Regions from separate parts of the Sus scrofa genome. Here all the other regions are linked to region 1. A link is a contact called in public Hi-C and promoter capture Hi-C data. All regions are on one chromosome and are shown on one strand. Each heading gives the region's core, a stretch centred on a gene start, on an enhancer-like site or on the middle of the called end of the contact. The rest is flanking DNA. Distances are from core to core; before and after follow the strand shown.

The links. Promoter capture Hi-C pulls out the DNA fragments that hold promoters and counts their contacts. A called contact is a pair of places that touch in the nucleus more often than the background predicts.
Region 2: a promoter capture Hi-C map of liver shows a contact between it and region 1, with 4 times the contacts expected there. The contact joins the promoter of A1BG here to the promoter of ZNF446 in region 1. A contact is called at or near these places in 1 of 5 promoter capture datasets (liver), 2 of 47 Hi-C or Micro-C datasets (liver and mesenteric adipose tissue) and 1 of 2 datasets of contacts at active chromatin or transcription factors (alveolar macrophages).
Region 3: a Hi-C map of liver shows a contact between it and region 1, with 3 times the contacts expected there. The contact joins the promoter of MZF1 here to the promoter of ZNF446 in region 1. A contact is called at or near these places in 5 of 47 Hi-C or Micro-C datasets (liver, psoas muscle, retroperitoneal adipose tissue and 1 more) and 2 of 2 datasets of contacts at active chromatin or transcription factors (alveolar macrophages and skeletal muscle).

Annotation. Positions count from the first base shown.
Region 1 is chr6:63,048,068-63,052,380 of Sscrofa11.1, forward strand. It overlaps ZNF446 (zinc finger protein 446), which reads left to right and starts at 2,274. Exons shown (of 4, transcript XM_021097395.1): 1 at 2,274-3,027. The coding sequence starts at 2,524. It overlaps LOC110261334 (zinc finger protein 324A-like), which reads left to right. Exons shown (of 4, transcript XM_021097374.1): 4 at 1-1,206.
Region 2 is chr6:62,937,713-62,942,025 of Sscrofa11.1, forward strand. A1BG (alpha-1B-glycoprotein) reads right to left here and starts at 1,910. Exons shown (of 8, transcript XM_003128132.6): 1 at 1,699-1,910; 2 at 1,580-1,615; 3 at 1,216-1,494; 4 at 514-786; 5 at 1-238. The coding sequence starts at 1,732.
Region 3 is chr6:63,122,123-63,126,435 of Sscrofa11.1, forward strand. It overlaps MZF1 (myeloid zinc finger 1), which reads right to left and starts at 1,903. Exons shown (of 6, transcript XM_021097358.1): 1 at 1,826-1,903. It overlaps LOC110261337 (tigger transposable element-derived protein 1-like), which reads left to right and starts at 1,812. Exons shown (of 3, transcript XR_002345404.1): 1 at 1,812-1,895.

The sequences.
Region 1 (4,313 bases), core at 1,024-3,523:
CAAGAGGTCATCCTGCAGGAAGGTCGGGGCGGCCAGCATGGTGGTGCCGGATCCTGCATGTTTTGACCGTAAGCTTGAATGGGAAGGGCCAGGGTGGGGTGGAGGCAGTCCTGAGAAATTTCTGAGGTTTACACACAAACTTTGGGGTTTGTATGTAACACCCCAACTCCCAGGATATCCCGCCCACCCCCAAGGCCTCCGTTCTTCCAAGGCTTCCTGGGAGCAGGTGCAGTGCACAGAAGTCATGGGGGGAAGGTGCTGGCTCGGCCAGGTGGCTGGGCCCTGAGCCTTAGGGCCCGGGTCTGGGCAAGAGAAGAGTCGGGCCTGCAGAGGGGGTCTGCGCGCCGGGCAGGCCTGACCTGGGTGAGGGCCAGTAGGTGTCAACTGCCAGTCCCAGTGCTGAGTGCGGCAGGGTTTCTCCTGACAGCTCTTGTGAAGGGGCTGAGGAAACTGAGGCACAGAGGGGCTGGGAGCTGCACACATCAGAGCCGCTGGCCCAGCATCCGGGAAGCTCACCACCTTCCCCACATACTTAGCCTGCCAGCTGTGAGGGCCAGGTGAAGCCTGCGTGTCCCCTGCAGTTGGCAGACCCCAAGGAGCTGGAGGCGGAAGGTCCTCGGGTGGGAGGGGAGGACAAAGACTGAGCGTGATGGTTCCCCAGCTGTGCTTGTTCACTCAGATTGTGGTCCAGGTCTCAGCATCGGCTGTGTCCCATTGCTGCCAAAGTCAGCATTACAGGAGACTTTCCGTCCCCCTACACTATTGAGGGGTGAGCTTAACAACAGGTCAGAGGGGACAGGATGGGGCAGCATGGTTCTGTGTGGTCGAGTGGCCATGTGCCTTCCTGTTGTTCCTCCCGCATTGGAAGGAGGACTTGCCATTACCTAAGGCTCTGTGTGGTGCCCTCCCAGGGTGACTCCCCAGAGTGACATTCCCCACGCGGTGGGGACAATGAGTCAGACAGGTGGGGTGGTGCCCAGTTGGTGTCCTGTGGCCTCGACCTTGGGCTTCATCCCCAGGGGACTTAATGGTCTTTTTACTGGGAGGGAAAGACTGGGAGACGTTAATCTCAGAGTCGATAAACATTGTAAACTTTTGCACAGCACTGCGTAGGTCCACAGCCTCCGCCTCCAGGTTATGGTTCAGAAAGTTTTAACAAGACAAGAGTCCAGAGAGGCTCCCTAATAAAGGTTTCTTTTCAAAAACATGCAAATAAGAGTTCCCTGGTAGCACAGTGGGTTAAGGGTCCAGTGTTGTCACTGCTGTGGCTCAAGTTGCTGCCGAGGCGCAGATTTGTGCTCTGGCCTGGGAACTTCCACGTGCCAGAGGCGTGGTTAAAAAAAAAAAAAGTTTAAAAAATGTGAATAGTAGCAGCCTGAAACTGGTTTAATCCTAGCACAGTGCAGGCGTGTCATCACAGCTGGAGGGATTTGGCTGTAACCCTGGTCCCTTTGGGAGGACACAGGGTGGAGAGGCATCCTGTGTGTGGCCCACCCAGGGCCTGCCCCAAGAGCAGCTGTAATAGGAGGTGACCCAGGCCCTGATTGTGAGGCAGAAGCCATATGCAGGACCCAAAAGGTTAACCCCAGCCCAGTGGGTGCTTCAGTCCCTTCATGTCCAGCTCTCACAGCCATTTGCCACCACCTAAGCAGAGACGTGATGTGTATGACTCCCCACCTGCCAGCAGGGTTTGGTCCCCGAAGCTTCACAGGTTTTTGCAAGGAGGGGAGACACGGGGTAAGGAGAGGAGTAATTCAGGAGCAGGCACTGCAAGACTCAAGTGCAGGGCCTCTGAGCCACTATCCGCCCCTTATGGGCCCATCCTCTCTGCTCTCTTGGGTCCCGGCCTCACCCTCCCCCAGGCTGGCCTCCATGAGGGAGCCGTGAACAGGTCACTTCAGCCTCAGGCTGCACCCCTGTGAAATGCAGACAACCCCACAGAGCAGATGGAGGGCTCTTGTGGGAAGGTCACGGGATTCAGGAACAAAGGAGTCTGTGGAACATCAAGTGAGGACACAGAGTTTCATGCAACCTTTTCTGCATCTTGGACAAAAGCTCCTACAGCCTGGTTGCCATCCTCAGCTCTTCCCCACCGGTCAAGCTGGGCCTGATTAATTGCGCTTTTCCTATCTAAAAACCAAGGTTTTTATGTTTATTCCCATTGTGGCACAGCAGAAATGAGTCCGACTAGTATTCATGAGGACACGGTTTCAATCCCTGGCCTTGCTCAGTGGGTTAAGGATCTGGAAAGCTTTGGTGAGCTGTGGTGTAGGTGGAAGACGCAGCTCAGAAACTCCGTTGCTGTGGCTGTGACTAGGCTAGCAGCCATAGCTTTGGTTCCTGGCCTGGGAACTGCTATATGCTGCGGGTGAGGCCCCAAGAACAAACAAACAAAAGTCACCCTGACTGGTTCTGGTCCGGAAAGTATGTAAAACATGTCCCATAATTCTGGACAAAAACCACCCCTCGCTTTGCAGTACTGATCCAGCTGAAGCCACGTGTGAGGCTATGAAGGTGTAAATCATGGACAGTTTCTTCGTCAGTAGATGGGTGTTCTTCCTGCAGTCCCCGCATGTCCACAGGGCGCTCAGCGGTGGTCGAATGAAGGTCCCCAGCGCCATCCTCGCTGTAGAAATTCCCGAGGATGGCGGAGAAACCCCGTGGGTTAGGCCAGCCTTCCCGGCAGGTTCCGGCCCCCTCCTGGGACCATCTGGAGAGGAGGTTCGGAGGAACTACACCCCACAGGCAGCCACTTCCGGCCCCCGCAGAGAGCAGGGCAGCGCTCTGGACGTTGCCTTGGAAGCAGCTGGAGGCCAGCCGCGGTGCTCCAGGGGTTACCAAGGTGACGGCCGGGCGACTGGAAAGAAGCCTCAAGAAGGACGCTTGGGGAGGAGCCTGGGGCGAGCGCCAGCTCTGATTGGCCGACAGGTCACGCTACTTCCCCACCCATCGCCTCGCTTGCCAATAGGCGCCGGGCCTGTCGTGCACATGCGCAGGATCAGACGGTACCATCCCTCTCGGCCGTCGGTGAGTGCTAGTGCGCGGGTACTAAGGGAAAGTAGCTGCTGGGGAGGGTAGGGAGCCCCCCTCAAAACCCTGCCACTCTTCACATTCCTCTCGAAGGGATGGGGCACCTCTCAATCGTGAGATGCCTCCGAAAAGGAGCATCTGCTGGCGGAGGCCGCGCCTGTCCTTGCTGAGGCTCATGGGAAAAGTAGTCCGAGGGGAGGGGGCGGCGCCTTCGGAGCAGATGCATGATTGGCCAAGGCGGCTCTGCCCAAGGGGCGGGCGGGGACGCTGGCTCCCAGTGGCCTCGGGTGGCGGAGGTGGGCGCAGGCCTGGCTGGGTGGGCGTGGCCTCTCACTACCTCCCAATGTGCCCTGGGCCTCCAGCTTCCAAGCCTTTTCCCGGGCCGGTCCACGTCCCTCCTGCGGGAAAACCTCCTCTTTGGAAGGCGAACTCCAGGCGTCAGGTTTGGTCCAGCCTGTGAGCCAGCCCCCCGATCCCGCGCTGGGCGTGTTTCACCCCGGAGTCTCTGCGAGCCTGAGACACAATTATTTGCTGACCGCTTCACACAACTCGTAGCTCCTCTTTGCTTTGCTCCGGCTTTTCACACGCTCGGTCCAGACGTTGTGAGTGAAGCACTGCTCTCCGTGGTCAGCGAGCTCTGTATCTCGGGGTCCACATCAGCCCCTGCCTCGACCAAGCGCAGACCAGCCCTTCAGGGTGCCCCACTTGAGTCAACGTCTCCCGGAGACGGTGAGGACAGGCGGCCTGGCCCCAGTCCTCACCCCGGATCGTGCCCTACTACAGCCCTAATTACCCCCTCTCTCCGCCGCGATGGCTTTCCGGGGCTCCTCAGCCTGTCCCTGGCAGCCTCTGATGACTCCCTTTGCCTTCCTCTCCAGCATCATCTCCCAGCAGTTCCCTGCAGTTTTCTGGAAGCTCTGTCAACAACTTGCCTCCAAGCCTTGGTTCACAAGGCTTCCTTCCGCTCTGTGACTCCTTCCTCCTTGAAGCTTTCCCCAACTCAGCCTCAAGCATCCCCACACCAGGGTCCTCTCTGTCGCAGCCTCAGTCCCCTGGGCTGGGCCTGTGTGCACACAGGTGACTTACCCTGCCTGTGGGCTTGAGGCTGTCACCCTGACCCCTCCTATCCTGCAAGTCCCTCTTGGTGGCTCCAGGAAGACTCGCAGCACAATGCCATCCCCACTGGGTCCCCCGAGCCTCCCCTCTCTGGACTCCGAGGCCACCCTGGAGGAGCCCGAGGCAGCACGCCAGCGCTTCCGGGGCTTCTGCTACCAGGAGGCAGC
Region 2 (4,313 bases), core at 660-3,159, 110 kb before region 1:
CGCAGCTGGTAGCTACAGGTGTAGAAGCCGCGGTCCTCCAGGGTCAGATTGTTCAGTTGGAAGAAGATGCGGTCCGGGCTGGTGCTGGCTCTGGGGACCATCAGCACCTCCTCGCCCCGCCGAAGCTGGAAGTGCACCCCCTCCAGGGTCGCCACGCACGTGAAAGACACGCCCGAGCCAGGGCTCAGGACCGCTGCGGAGTCTGTCTTGATGGTCAGTGTGGGTGGCGGCGGCCTGGCTGCATGGCAGGGAGGGTCACTGGCCCGCCCAGAGCCCAGGACAACCCTGCTGGGCGGCTCTTCCTCGGAGCCCAGCCTCCAGACCTCTGCCCCAGGAACACCCTTCCTTGTGGCAAATCCCTACCCATCATCAAGGCCAGGCAGCCGTGGGGACACTGTTTCCCAGGCCCAGTCCTGGGCAGAGAATTCAGGGTTGGGAATCGAGGCAAAGGCAGTTCTGTCCTCCAGGTGCCTCCTCCTGCAGGAAGACCTCTGGGATGGTCCATGCACTCACCCAGCTCCTCTATGGTCACAGTGGCACTGGGCTCAGAGGGGGCGCCTGCCGCGTGCGTCCGGTACGTGCAGCTGTAGTTGCCAGGCCGTTTGACTGGAAAGATGGCCTTGGTGTCCTCCGGGGCCTCCACCACCTCCAGAAACTGGTCGTCGCCTTCCCGCCTCAGCAGGAAGGTCACACCGTGAAGTCCCCCATGGCATAGCAGCTCCGTGTTCAGGCCCGGTGTGATCCAGGGCACTGGCTTGGTTGAGAGCAAGGGTGGGGGCAGGGGCTCTGCGGATGAGGCAGGGGTCATGGGCTGGCTTGACTCGGGACACGTGGGGGCTCAGCTGGGTCTGGACCTCCACACTCATGAAAACCGAGGGTGCCAGCGGGTAGACAGCATTGTTTGGGGAGAGGGGGCAGAGACCAGCCGGGAATTCGCGAGAAAGACATGTTAGGGGCCCCCCATGTGCCAGGCCCCCCCAAGCACTTCCTGGAGATTCAGTCATTTATTCCTCATGGCCTCCCAGGGTCAGTCCAGACACCGTCTGCATTTTACAGACAGGGAAACTGAGGCTCAGAGCTGTCACCTGACTTGCCCAAGGCCACCAGCTTGGCGGTCGGGGGCCGCAGAAGATGAGGAGATGGCGGGGTGGCGGAAGGGAGGCCCCTCCAGCAGCCTCTCCCACTGCCTCCGGGCCCCACGAGCGCTCCACTCACCCGATCCAGTCACCTCCACGAGGTTGCTCAGGCCGGTCCACCTGCTGTTCAAGCCGGAGCGGCAGCGGTAAAGGCCTCGGGTGTCACTGGTCACTGCTCCCAGCGGGAACCGGTGCTCCAAGGCGGGCGAGGCCAGGCGCACCGGGTCCTGGGCCACCCCGTCTCTGAGCAGCTGGAAAGCCAGCGTTGGCAGGCGGCTCTGGCATGTCAGCGTCACATTGGCCCAGGGTTCCAGCAGCGACTGGGCCTCTGCCCACAGGTTCGGCCTCGGATCCAAGACTGTGTGGGGCACAGGAGTCAGAGCTGGGAGCCCAGACAGCGGCTCCCTGGGCAGGGCCCACCACGCCCAGACCCTACTACTCACATAAGGCCTCCTCGGTCACTCGGCTCAGGGCGAGACCTGCGGAGGCGCACGGGTAAGGCCCGCTGCCCTTCCTGCCGGCCCCCAGCCCTGCCCCGGGGACCCCAGGCCCGACGCCTCACCCCAGAGCAGCAGGAGGGCCACCCACGCAGACATGGTCAGCCTCGGCGGAGCCTGGCAGCAGCTGTCTGTCGGGTGATAGAGCCCAGGGGCAGGGGGGCGGTGCGGGGCGCTGACCTCTTGGCTTGTTTGTCCTTCCCAAGAAGCTGGGCTCCGGCGGGTCGGGACAAAGGGCAAAGTTCGGCCACAGGAGTCTCCACTACAACAGTGACCAATAACCTGGCCAAATGAATCAATTAAATTAATAATGAAGAAAAGGGCAGAATTAATGACAGACAAAATGACAAAACTAACAGACAAAAATGACAAAACTAGCAGACAAAAATGATCAAAACTAACAATAAATGTGGGAAAATAATAACCATTTTTAAGACAAAAATAAAATACATACTAAAACAAATAATGCAATAGGTACTAGCAAATATCTTTTTTTTTTCCTTTTGAGGGGCCACACCTGCGGCCTATGGAAGTTCCCTGGCTAGGGGTCAAATTGGCGCTGCAGCCAGCAACCTACCCCACAGCCACAGCCACAGCCATGTGGGATCCAAGCCACGTCTGCAACCTACACCAGAGCTTATGGCAACCTCGGATCCTTCACCCACTGAGCACGGCCAGGGATCAAACTCAAGTCCTCATGGATACCAGTCAAGGCCATTATTGCCTAGCCACAAGGGGCAATCCACGAAAACATTTAAATAATAGAATGGAATCACAGTTAACAGATAAAATTACCAATGATTAATAAAATCATTCGAGTGAAAAATAAATTAACTAGGGAGCTCTCTTGTGGCTCAGTGGGTTAAGTATCCAGTATTATCACTGCAGCGGTTCTGGTTGCTGCTGTGGCACACAATCAGTCCCTGGCCTGGGAACTTCCACATGCCGTGGCCTCGGCCAAAATAATGATAATATTAATTAATTAATTAAGAAAACACATGGAGTTCCCGTCGTGGTGCAGTGGTTGGCGAGTCCGACTGGGAACCATGAGGTTGTGGGTTCGGTCCCTGCCCTTGCTCAGTGGGTTGACGATCCGGCGTTGCCGTGAGCTGTGGTGTAGGTTGCAGACGCGGCTCGGATCCCGCGTTGCTGTGGCTCTGGCGTAGGCCGGTGGCTGCAGCTCCGATTCAACCCCTGGCCTGGGAACCTCCGTGTGCCGCGGGAGCAGCCCAAGAAATAGCAACAACAACAACAAAAGACAAAAAAAAAAAAAAAAAAAAAAAAAAAAAAAAAAAAAAAAAAAAAAAGAAAACACTGTTAAACATAGATGATGCAACAAATGACAAGAAATTAACGATAAAAGTAATAAAACAATAAATATTGTAAATATTTGGCGCATTGCTTGGGGAGAGGGGGCAGAGACCAGCCGGGAATATATGACAAATACATTAAAGTAATAAAAGAATATTCAAATTGATTGTGGATTTGGGGGGTTTTTTTTCTTCTTTTTAGGGCCTCATCCATGGCATTTGGAGGTTCCCAGGCTAGCGGTCCAATTTGAGCGGTGGGAGAGCCTACACCAGAGCCACAGCAACGCCTGATCCGAGCTGCATCTGCAACCTACACTACAGCTCACGGCAACGCCGGATCCTTAATCCACTGAGCAAGGCCAGGGATCGAACGCGCAACCTCATGGATACTAGTCAGATTTGTTTCTGCTGAGCCACACTGGGAACCCTGGAACCCCAAGTGGATTGTGTGTCGATAATAATTGGTAATAGAATAATAAGCAATAAAATTGTGCGGCGCCCACTGGTGTGTGTCAGCAGTTCCACACATGGGCCTGGGCAGGAGGTACTGCTACTGTCACTCCCGCATCGGATGTGAGGGAAATGAGGCAGGCTTGCCCTGGCACCCCCTGCAGGGTCTCGTATCGCTTTCCCTCAGCAGCCAGCTGCGCTGGGACCCCCACCCTGCCTTGGGGAGGCTGAGGCCCGGCGTGGCCCCTCCGCAGTGAACCCCACCCCAGTGGCGTCTGTCGTGTGCTGGCCAAGGGGGGGTTCACCTGTGTCTGGATTCGCCATGCTTGGCGCCAAGCAGGGCTCCTGCAGGCACCTCCTGGCTCTGGCTGGACCCGCAGTTCCTCCCCAGAGCAGCGATCCGCAGTGTGGGACCCGCCTTGGATATGCAGGCAGACTCGCACCCAGGACCTCCAGCCTCTGCCTCCCACCCTGGCCCTGACCCCAAGCTCCAGTTGTGTACGGTGGTCTGTGTGCCCGGGGTCACTCGTGTGGCTGTCACCTGCGGCCAGGAGGCCAGGCTCCCCGTCCCCTGGGCTCCCCGCCCTCCTCAGGCACAGCCCGACAGTGAGGGATGGGAGGAGTGAGGACGGCCTGTCGCCACTACCCTGCAGAAGGTGCGGGACTGCTTCTTGGGGACGTTGAGCCCTGGGGGAGGGCATCCGGGCAGAGAGGGCGGCTGTGCAGACTGTGAGGCAGGATGAGCAGGAAGGGCCGGGACAGTAGGAGTGGGCGGCACAGGGCAGAGGAGCAGTGGGAGAGCCCGGAGCCGCCGCGGTGGAGACCCGTCATGCGGGGCCCGGTGGGTGGCACAGGGGCTTTGGCTTCTGCTGGGCGGGAGACGCCAATGCCTGGTCTCCCTTCCATGCTTGCTGAGCACC
Region 3 (4,313 bases), core at 653-3,152, 74 kb after region 1:
TATCTCCTCAGTTTCCCGATTTAGGCGGGGCTGAGGTAATAGGGGTTTGGGCGTGGGTGGGGGTTGGCTACAAAGGCTTAGAGACCCCTGGACTCATAGCCTGCAAGCAAAGTCGGAGAGTCCTAACCTTGGCATGTCGCTGTCTCTCTGGGAACCTCAGTTTCCCCATCTGCAAAGGGGGACGGTCCCCCAACTTCCCCTCCACTCGCGCTGCTCCTTCTGCAGCAGGAGGTAAAGTGCAAGATTTGTGAAGAAATCTGAGTTTATTGATGGTGTGAATTCGGGTTCGAAGGCCGTCTGATCCTGGGAGTCTATCCTTCACTCCTCAAGATTCCAAGTCAACCGAAACCTCAGGAGAAAGCTGGGCCTTAGCGATCGAGCCGGCCCTTCGGAGCTCGATAAACTACATTTACCAGAAGTCTTGGCTGGCCATGTCTGCTTTAGGAAGCCGGGGCAGGTCCGGGTGCCGCCATGGCAACTGGGGGCGGGGTTTCCAGATTCCGTCGCCGTGGCAACGGCCAGGGATTGGCGAGCTTCGCACAACAGCACTGAGCCGGTCCACAGGGAGCGCCCAGGCCCCTGCTCCGCGCTCCTGGTCCCGCTGGGCCGCCGCCCGGGTCCCTGCCCGCACCTTCCCGATCGAGGGGCGCCCGCCCTCACCTCCGCACTCAGCGGGCCGCTCCGTGCTCCTGAGCATGCGCGCTCCCGACTTCCCCCGCCCCGACGGACTTTGTCTCCCAGAATGCTCCACGCACCAGCCCGGGCGCCGCCTCGCCCTTCCCGCAAGCTCGTCTCAGTTTCCGCCCTCCTCCCGCTGTCCCCCGGGGCAGCGTCGTTCGCCACGATCGGATCACACTCCGGGCCGCGCCTTCCTGCGCTCCCAGCCTCACATCCAAGCGTCAGGGGCCCGTCGACGCGCGCAAGCTTCCCAGGGGGCAACAGGAGGCAGCACCGCCTGCCCAACAGCGCATGCCCTCCACAACGTCTTCCTCCATTCTCTACGCGGCTCCTAGGGATTAGCAGGACCCTGAACCAATCACGGCCCTCGCTTGGATTCCGTCAGCCCCTTTCTCCATGGCAACCCCCTGCAGAGACTGGGCCACCCGTGCCGTCGCCCACAGGACCGCAAGCGAGCCTCTCGCGCTTTCGCCCGGGAGAGGGGCTTAGCCCAGCCGTTTCTGGGAGGCGTGGCGGCCGGCCCTCTGCGCGCGTGCGCGCAACGCGAAGATGCTCTTTTGTGCCAGCGGACCGTAGGCGGCCCGGGCGTCTCCATGGTAACCGCGCGGGTGGTGCCGGCGCTTTCCAGTGCAACCATGGGTACCCGCAGGCGTCTGCAGGAGGATGGGAGAGATGGGAGGAGGTGATGCCGAGCGAGAGAGACTGCGAGGACTGACAGACAGACACTGAGGAGCGGGGGCGGGGCAGGCTGTGACTAGAGACAGTGAAAGTAAGTGAACAGCCCCCGGGACAGAGACACGGGCAGGACAGAAAGAACGAAGATTTCTGCTCTCAGAGTCCTAAACTGTGCGATAAGAAGACAGGGAGGCAGGGCTGGGTAGACTTGTGTCAGGACCGTTAACAAGAGGGAGAGAGATCGGGGCGGGATGGAGAGGAAAGGAGAGACAGGAGAGGGAGAATTCGTTTACGGCGACAAGACGTGCAGATCGAGTTTCAAGGGATAGAGATCAGGAGTACAGAAGCAAGAGGCGAGAAAGGGACAGAAATTAGAGGTACAGTAAAATAGATCGAGAGTTTCAAAGACTCGGGGAAAGGTGACAGCAAGAAGAGAGACGGAGCGGGAGGGACGCTTGTGAAGAAAACTTACACAAAACTTGACAATAAGACAAGAAAGATGTCTGGAAGCCTTCGCACCATCTCTGCCAAGTCTCCTTCAGGTCATCTGATTTCCTAACCAGAGCAACGACTTCTCACTTCACTGCTTTTGATCAGAGTCCAGATACTGTGAAGTTAGATGCTAACTTGTAGAAGGTTGATAGACTGTAGTGCTTTCTGTTCAGTAGAAAAGGGTACCCCAAGTTTTTTGTTTTTATCACACTGTAGGACACTAAGCAGGATACTAAGTGCTGGGCCTCTCCACTGCCTTGTGAAGCGCTACTAATCCCACTTTGCTATTTTCTTTCTTTGCTTTTTAGAGCCGCACCCGCGGCAACATGGAGGTTCCCAGGCTAGGGGTGGAATCAGAGCTTCAGCCGCTGGCCTACACCACAGCTCACGGCAACGCGGGATCTTTAACCCGCTGAGCAAGGCCAGGGATCGAACCCGCATCCTCATGGGTCCTAGTCGGGTTCGTTAACCGCTGAGCCACGAAGGGAGCTCCCACACTTTTATTTCATTATTCCTTCTTTCTTCTTTCACCCCCTCTGCTGTTCCTTCTCTCTCATATTCCCAGAACCACCTGTGTCACCTTGCTAGTTCCCACCGAGGTAGATAAGTCTTTGACGCGTATGTTTTTTGCTCTTTCGAAATTATGTTTTGACAGTCTGAAAGGGCACAGTTCCCCGGAATGAGGAAACAGTGAGACACCGCCGGGAAGGGAGGGAGATTAGGGAGGACGATGGAGAGAGAGAGAGACTGAAAGTAGAACTCGGGGAAAGACAGGAGAGGTCTTAATGGGCGAGAAAGCCAGCCTTGGGCAGAGGTGGCCTCTGGCGCCCCAGCCTGGACCCCGCGCTCGGCCACCTCGTCGCCGAACTACGTTCCCATATCCCGGCGGGCCCGGGGGACCGCGCAGCGCCGGAGCGCCGTCGGGCGGGCCCCAAGCGGCCCCCTCCAATCCCGGCCGTCGCCTGGCAACCTCCGCTTCCGCCGATAAGATGGAGGCTGGGATCGGCGGCCACCGGGAAGCGGTGCCTGGGGCAGGAGATGGGTTGGGGCCGCAGCCCCGCCGGCCTAGTTGAGGCAGCCGGCCCGCGTCGTGGTCCGGAGATGAGGGCGGTCGGCCGCGGGGGACCCGGGGGCTCCGGCCAAGGGGCTTAGGCGCAGGTACTCTCGGTTCCGGTGGGGGGAAGGGAACGGAGACCTCGGGCCGGCCAATCGGAGCCTTCGGCGGCCCCGCGGCCTTCTGGGAAATGTAGTCTCACGCCTCCCCTGGAGGCGGGCTTGGGGACTTTATATAGAGTAGGAGGGAGAGGATGAAGGATCGAGTGAATGTAACTGAAGTTTGTGGGGAGTTCCTGCTGTGGTGCAGCGGGTTGCCGCAGCCACGGCTTGGATTCGATTCCTGGCCCGGGAACTCCATATGCCACGGGTGCGTCCAAGAAAGAAAGAAAAGGAGTTCCCTTCGTGGCTCAGCGGTCAACCTACCCGACTACGATCCATGAGGCTGCGGGTTCGATCCCGGCCTCGCTCAGCGGCTTAAGGACCCGGCGTTGCCGTGACCTGTGGTGTGGGTCGCAGTCGCGGCTCAGATCTGGCGTGGCTGTGGCTGTGATGTAGGCCGGCAGTTGTAGCTCTGTTTTGACCCCTAGCCTGGGAATCTCCATATGCCACAGATGCTGCAGCCCTAAAAAGCAAGCAAGGGAAAAAAAAAAAAAAAAAAAAAGAAAATTGGAAAATTAGAAAATCATGGGTGAGCAAGCGAAGGCATGAATGTGGAGACGGCGGAATGGGAGCCTGAGCGGTTTGGAATTCAGGGCCCCCACTCGGGGCAGGAAGCCTTTTCTAGACCTGCTTAGACTTTAAGCAAGGCGCAGCCTGTTTCCCTGAAGGTACTCCCCGGTACCGTATCCATTCCCCAAATACAGATTTGTGAGGCATTTGTCCCTGTTTTTCACCCACATTCCTTCAAGAAATTTTCACTGTTTTTATCAAATACTACTTTCACATGATTTGCAGTGCAGAAGGGACAAAGTGAGAAGCCTGCTTCCCACCACTATTTTTTTTTTTTGTCTTTTTGCCTTCTTCTCGGGCCACACCCGTGGCATATGAAGGTTCCCAGGCTAGGGGTCTACTCGAGCTGTAGCCGCCGGCCTACGCCAGAGCTATAGCACACGGCAACGCCAGATCCTTAACCCTGAGCAAGGCCAGGGATCGAACCCGCAACCTCATGGTTCCTAGTTGGATTCATCAACAACTGAGCCACGACAGGAACTCCTCCACTATTTTTGATTTAGTGACTTAGTTGGCAAATGACTACTGGATGTCTCCAAAGTGCCAGGCTCTCTTCCTGGGCCTAGGGACCCAACAGAGTGCTCAGCAGGTACAAGTCCTGCCTTCAAGGTGTGACACAATGCACAATAAAATATAAGTGAAGAGGCTGTTTTGGTCAGGTTACCTCTTTTTTTTTTTTTTTT